Regions from separate parts of the Arachis hypogaea genome. Here region 1 is linked to region 2. Evidence: chromatin contacts called from public Hi-C data. All regions are on one chromosome and are shown on one strand. The core of a region is the stretch at or near the end of the contact, and the rest is flanking DNA. Distances in the headings are between cores, read along the strand shown.

Evidence for each region. Hi-C and Micro-C count contacts between places; a contact is called where the count stands out from the background.
Region 1: a contact with region 2 is called in a Hi-C map of an unstated tissue, with 5 times the contacts expected there. The contact joins the enhancer-like site here to the promoter of LOC112770638 in region 2. A contact is called at or near these places in 2 of 8 Hi-C or Micro-C datasets (leaf and an unstated tissue).

What each region holds. Positions count from the first base shown.
Region 1 is chr18:105,974,028-105,977,737 of arahy.Tifrunner.gnm2.J5K5, reverse strand. It overlaps LOC112770988 (citrate synthase, mitochondrial), which reads left to right. Exons shown (of 21, transcript XM_025815522.3): 16 at 378-485; 17 at 1,025-1,075; 18 at 1,602-1,675; 19 at 1,768-1,819; 20 at 1,948-2,041; 21 at 2,135-2,332. The coding sequence ends at 2,034. Among protein-coding and RNA genes, the nearest start is that of LOC112771379, 6.9 kb to the right of the region's middle. Within about 2 kb of position 1,962, at least 2 of the 3 cell types and tissues checked have open chromatin away from gene starts, as enhancers often do.
Region 2 is chr18:105,881,483-105,885,299 of arahy.Tifrunner.gnm2.J5K5, reverse strand. It overlaps LOC112770638, which reads left to right and starts at 1,567. Exons shown (of 4, transcript XM_072226107.1): 1 at 1,567-2,019.

The sequences.
Region 1 (3,710 bases), core at 713-3,212, 92 kb before region 2:
TTTTGAAAGCCATTTTCCTTTAGATTTGGCATTTTGGTGAATAAATTATATGGTAAAACTTCGTGCAATTAATATTGTTTTAACCTTTACTCTTCTTTTCCTTTCAACTAAAAGAATTTGATAGGTAGAGCTGCGGATAAGAAATCCATTTAGATTTTCATATCTAGCGTTATTGACTCTTGTTCTCTTGATCCCTTGTATTTGTCTTACAAAACAAGTGTTTCCTAACAGGAAGTTTCTGTAAAATATTTGAAAAGAACTAGGGGACAATTTTTTATACTTCCAAAATAAAGGTTGTTTTCGTAACTAGAGTAAGTGCAATGAGAAGTATTGGAAATTTGTTAATAGGTATTGGCTATTCTTTTTTGGATCGCCAGGTTATTCCTGGATACGGACATGGTGTTTTGCGCAAAACAGATCCAAGATACACATGCCAGAGGGAGTTTGCTTTGAAGCATTTGCCAAATGATCCATATTTCCAGCTGGTAATTGTTTATTTCCTAATATCAATATTATTCTATTGCTTTGGAGAACTTTCCCGTTTTAGTAATATAATATTACTCACCTTAAAGAGGGGAGTGGGATAGAAGGTTCATAGGATGCTATAGTGCTATATTAGGGGAAGCACCACCTTATGCGTATATATATGTGAGAAAACATAGGAAGTGGATAACGGGGACTAGGGGAGTTAATGAGCGAACAAATGTTGTAACTAACCTTCCAAATGGCAAGTTAGGGGGGAGGGGGTGGGATTCTCATGATTGAGGCGAGGGAGGAGGATATTTAGGGTGCAGGAGATGGTGAGGGAATCATTTAAACTGTTGGAATAGGAGAATCAACTCTCTGGAAAGCTTGATACTATCACAGTTTCTTTCATTTTTCTCTCAAATTTTATAGTTTAGGAGGCCACACTGGTTTTGATTTAAATCTCAGTTTCGGCTACTGTTTCGTCTCTTTTCCCCATTTAGATACCATTTGTTACATCTAGTTTCATCAAAATCTAATTTGACTGTCACTGTTTCAGGTGTCAAAAATAAAAGAGGTTGTGCCTCCTATTCTCACCAAGTTAGGCAAGGTAATGTTGTGTTTGTTATCTTTTGATAAACATTCTGATACAAGGTGGTCTATGCTTAATGACTTACGGTAGTCAATGGTCTATTGGTAATCAATAAGCATTCCCATAGAATAATGAATTTAAAGTGCTTTGTTGACCTTTTGGAAACTTCTAATTCAATGGCATCACTCCGCCATTCTTGGTAAATTTCATTTCTAAAGTTTCTTAGTTCAAAAGAAAGAGGTAATATATATTTAAATGATGGAGAGCTGTAGCAACCATGCAGTTCTGTTTTTGTTCCATTCTATTTACTTTGCTTATTTCTTGCCCCACACGATTGATCCTTGAATCTGGATACACTGGTTCACGTTTTAGTTTTGTTCTGTCTGTGTTCTATTTATACTTTTTCTTATATATATATATTGAATAAACTATGATTTTCGCAGTTTAATTGATGAACCATATATAGCTGTACTCTTTGCTATCTTGCTATTAAGGTAATTTTTCCTTTTATAGTGATTAAATTTGAGATATTCTATGGTGGTAGGTTAAAAACCCATGGCCTAATGTTGATGCTCACAGTGGAGTGCTACTGAACTACTATGGTCTTACCGAGGAAAAGTACGTTGTTACTTCTCTTGCATATTTCACTTGTGATGATTTTCATTTTGCAATAATGGTGAATCTGATGATCTGCTGAATATTTTCGGCAGCTATTATACTGTTCTCTTTGGCGTGTCGCGAGCTGTTGGAGTTGGCCCTCAGGTTAGTTGTGCTTCGTTAGCTATACACTTTTTTTGTTGCGTAAGCTTTTTTTTTTTTTTTTTTTTGGACTTGGTGTTGCGTAAGCTTAACATCACTCTTCTTTATGGCTTCTTTATGGTGCATTACAGTTGATATGGGACCGAGCTCTTGGAATGCCACTCGAAAGGCCCAAAAGTGTTACATTGGAGAAACTAGAGCAATTGTGTGCCAAATAATCATATGGTAAAATCTGGGTACAATTTAAAAAAAAAAAAAGAGGAATATTCATTAGCTGGGCACAAGTCCCTGAGTTGTTTCATAAGTTTTTTGGTTTAGGTAAATGGTGTTCTATCACCCACGCAGTTGTCTCGCCACGTTTGAGCTGCATAAATTAGATTTCAGGGAGCATTCAGAATAAAGGAATTACTATTGTTTTGGGGTTATCTCCTTTCATAAATTTCAAAATGGGATTAAACCCTTCGGCTAGTGATCAATAACAAGTATTTACTTCGAGGAGTTAGATTTGAAACAGCATCATTCTGTGCTTTCTTTGGCTCTATTATAAATAAAGAGTATACATTACAAGATACCACAAAATATATTAAAAAAAAAAAAGGGATGCTTTAGCCTTTTAGGCCCCAAATGTGAAATGTGAAAATGAAACGATTGTAATAATTTTTGTAATTAGTTAAAAAATTGAAAATATGGTTTGATGGATTTTGTAATTCACCCAAAAATGTGCAAATATGATCCTAGAGTTGTGAAAAAATATATTAAAAAGCTTGCTTAATTCTAATAGGCAGTTCTAATTTTATAATCACAGGTAATATATTATCGTACAATGCTACTGTTCCGTGAATTATGTGAGACTGGCATGATTTGGCCTAAGGTCCACTCCTTAGATGTCTTTTTTAGTAAGGTGAAGTCTGAGTGAGAATGGGGATGGTATCTGTAAGGGAGAAATTTTGATATGGTATCTGTAAGGGAGAAATTTTGATATTTAAGTTGGTTGAGAAAAATCTGTGTGTGATGAGGTATTTATATAATAGGAATGATGACTTAATTATCACTTTGGAACTTTCCTACTTAGAGTGATGGGTAGTTATTTTCTATTGTTTAGGAAGGAGTTGTTATCTCATATTTCGAATAGTGGGCGAGTTTGTAGACATGCACATTAGTGTAGTTGAGAGGACTTTCTTATCGTGCAAGTCGAAACGAGTTTGGACTTAGGGATCCAAGCTTTAGTCAAATTGAATAACCTTAGTAAGATATGTTTCCTAAATTCTTTGAATTGGGCTTTTTAGTACTGGCATTAGCTGTGGGTCAGGGTATGAATAATACCGAGTCGTGTAGTTGGTACTCAAATCTTATTATTTTGCTACTACTTCAAGTCGGTTTTTCGATGAGATTTATTAGAAGAAGTCGGTTATCTTGGCGTGATTTTGATTGATGTAACATTTCATATTTTTGTAATCGTTTGCACACTTTTTTATTTTCCTTGGTAATTGTGCAGCATTTAAAGCATGATGATTTTATCTCTTTGTCCTTATAACTATATTAGCTTCTTCATACAAATTCTCCTTCTCCGTACAAAAATTTTTCACATTTCACTGAAACTGCTTTCCTCTAAGTTTCTTTCCTTCTTTTGTCAGAGTGACTTCATTTTCATCACTTCCCTTTCCACCGTATTCTTTTGCTTCCAAGAAATTTTTTTTATCATTGCTTTGGTGCTTCCAAAATTTTTTGGGTGTTTATTTTGCTTCTCTTGTCTTTCCAGCATTTCAGGTGGGTTCTTTTTCTCATTTTTTCTCATTTGCTATGGTTGAATTTTTTTTATCTGTTTTTTTATTTTGACAAAATGTTCAAGAAAAGGAATTTTTTTAGAATGATTTAGAGATTCTTAGTATTGCTT
Region 2 (3,817 bases), core at 318-2,817:
TTTATATGCTTACAACCATATTAGGTAGGGCTGGAAGTGAGTCGAGCTAGACCAAGCTCAAGCTTGGCTCACAAAAATTGAGCTTGGTTCACGACTCGACTCATTAATAATCGAGCCTATTTCTTAAGCTCAAGCTCGTCTCACCAAAAGCTCACGAGCTGGCTCAAATAATAGAAACATAAATACATAATCTATAATTCTATATCAATAAATTATAACTTATATATTTTAAAAAATATTAAAAAAATCAATTTTATATATTGTTATCTATCAATAAATTATAAAATTTTTATTTATGTCCTACATCAAAATTATATGTAAAAAATAAATATGAAATTTTAAATAAGTAAGATCATTAATATATATAATTATATAGTACTATTTCATATGTATATATATAATATTCAAAATAAACAATCGAGCCTATTTCTTAAGCTCAAGCTCGTCTCACCAAAAGCTCACGAGCTGGCTCAAATAATAGAAACATAAATACATAATCTATAATTCTATATCAATAAATTATAACTTATATATTTTAAAAAATATTAAAAAAATCAATTTTATATATTGTTATCTATCAATAAATTATAAAATTTTTATTTATGTCCTATATCAAAATTATATGTAAAAAATAAATATGAAATTTTAAATAAGTAAGATCATTAATATATATAATTATATAGTACTATGTCATATGTATATATATAATATTCAAAATATTGATTAAATGCATATAGGATATGTGTATTAATAATTATATATATATAATCGAGTCAGCTCACGAGCTAATGAGCTGAGCTTATCCAAGCTCAAGCTCGACTCATTTAATTTATGAGCTCAATTCCAATCTCAAGCTTGGCTCATTAGCTCACGAGCTTAGCTTATCGAGCTATTAACGAGTCGAGCTCGATGAGCTAGCTTGACTTACTTCCAGCCCTAATATTAGGTATATACAAAAAATTAATCATCTATACAACATACATATTGCAATATAAAATATATATTAAAAATAAATTAAACACCACATATATTTATACATAAATAAATATTACTAAATTGGTATTAATTTTTTGTGTATATATAATATTTTTTATATAAATAAATAAATAAATAATATAACTTTTGTATTGAACCATTGAATGAATTGAGGAGATTGAATGAAGGTCTCTGTTAATACTTAATACGTTTTTTTTTTGTTTCTCACAGTATCCTCATCCTGATAGGCTAAGGACTAATTCGCCGTGGTACTGAGATTTATTTAAGGGTTTGTCGTTAGCCAATTACTTAATTATTATTTCCAAATCAAAAATAGAAAACAGATACCTCTTTCTCTTTTTTTTTTTTTGTCAAGAAAATACCACTCTTTCAATAAAGTATTTAGAATAATGTTATGAAAATCGAATCGGACTGACCGATCGAATCAGTTCAACTAGAAACCAGCAAAGAAATGATCCGAGTCAGTGTGTAAAACCGCCCAATCAAAATCGCTCGAGAACTGATGAACCGGACGGTCGGACCGGACCAGAACCCGGCCGGTTAAAAAAAAACGTCGTTTCCTTCCTTGAAAGGGAAAAAGGGATTGCAGTTGCACACGTTATCCCTCCTTCCTCAACTACTTCCTCCACCAAAGAAAGCAAACCCTAGCCTCCACCAATCGTTGTCGCCGTCTGTCGGAGTGAGAGACTGCGGCGCCGTCCGTCGTACTCAAGAACTTCCGTCTTCGTGCTCTCGGGCCTCTCGCCGGATCCTCCGCGTCGTGTGCTCGCATCTCGCCTCTCTCCTCTGTGCTCGGCTGCTCGCGCCTCCCTCCGCCAGTGAGTGCTCGAGCTGTGCGTGTTGGTTGCTGCGCGTCGTGTTGGCTTTGCTCGATTCTGCCTCCCAGTCTCACTCGAGTCTCGTCTCAGTCACTGGCATCTCGTGGTTCGTCTGTCTCGTCGCCGGCGGCAGAAGCAACTCGTGGGGTTGTCTCTTGCTTCGTCGCCTTCCGTGGGGTGGTAGCCGACTCGCCGTCGACCGTTGGTGAGTCCGTGCACCATCGCTTCTCTGTTCTCTCTTTTCCAGATTTCCCTTCTCCCTGTATTTTTGCATGTTGCTGAATTGCTAATCAATAAATTTGCCTTGTTGCTGATCTGAATGTTGTTGTAATTCGGGACTTTACTAGGATTTGTTAAATTTGTTGCTGTAACTTGAATTTGTTGCTTCCCAGTCACAGAATCAGAAGAGAATGCTCATTCAGTGCTTGGTTGATTGGCTTTGCTCACTGATTGTATTTGATGATAAATTTTAAATTTGCACTGCCTATGTTACTGACTCACTGTTCCTTCAGTGCTTTTTGTTGTTGTTAATTATTGTGATGAGCTTTGTTAAAATTGGGTTGAAAACTGGTAATCTTTCTTCATTTTTCATTGTTCTTAGATTCTGTTCTTATTAAAAAATTTGCAATTGGTGATCTTTTGATTTATTCTATGCTTCATGTTTTTAATTTCACTGATTGTTCTTGACATTAAAGTTTGTGAAGCTGTTGAGGACTTGAAGCTTGATAAATTGACTACAGAAATGATTGTATGCTTGATCACTCCCAATTGAATATTATTTGTATTTAAAATTTTGCATAGTCAGATTATGAGAATGTAATATTGATGAACTGAAATAGTTGTGGGAAAAGTGCTTCTGGGGATAGAATGCCACTTTATTTTACGCAAATTAAGTACACGAAGTAAACATTGAAACCATCAACTGAAAAATAAAAAATAATATAGACTAATTTGAAGTGAAATGTTGGTCTATCCTACATTATTCCTACCCAAACAAGTTTGTAGGAATTTATAATTGATAAAGTAAGAACATAAACCATGAAACTGTGGAGGGATGTGGATTGTTCCCACTCCTACCTGCTAGTATTGCTTGGGGAATAATGACTAGAGGAATAAACAAAACATTTTGATCAGACATTCAGTTTGTGCAAGAGTAACAGGTGAGTTTGGAAATCATATCATATACAACGAATTGTGGGAGTGAGTAATGGGATGTGAAAGAGAGATTAGCAAATATACATAAGCTTTGTGCTGAACTTGCAAGACATGATTTAGTGTCTTGTTGGAACCAGAATTTTGTTGCTAGGATGATGTGCAATGTCTTTAATTTATTATTATAAAGTGACCACCATTCACATGAATTTGTTTACCATCTATGGTTCTCAATTATCTCCTTATTAAAGTTATTATAACTTTTTGGTTTCAGGACATTCTCTTGTCTTGTTTACTTATTAACGTTTGAGTTTGTATTTTGATAAGATCATGTAGCTTTGGTTGATGACATTTCATGTAGTGTTTTAAATTTGGAAGATATTTTAAGATTTATATTAGACTATAATTATATTTTAGGATGTTTATTTATAATTTATTTATTATTTTATTCTAAAACGGTTTTTCGGTTGAACCACGGTTGGACTGGTTGGACCAGTAAACCAATGAACCAATGATTAGAATGGTTCGATGATCGGTCCGGTTCTCAGAACCTTGATTTAAATTTTAAAATAACAAAAGTTGGAAACTAGGAATTGTGCTTTAAGGTTTTTGGACATAACAAAAGTAAAGTAACCAATGAGCCCAGTATACAAAAAAGAAAATCACCCAATTTACGGCCCACAGGCCTTAATTCTCTGACGTGTCATTCACTGAGGTTCTCCTCTCTCTCTCTCTCTCTCTCTCTCTCTCTCTCTCTCCTGTTTGTGTGTTGCAAGTTGCAACAAAACTTAGAGAGAGACATTCTCGGAGGAAGTGGATCTTCACCTTTGCAGCAGCAAGTGACAAGGAAA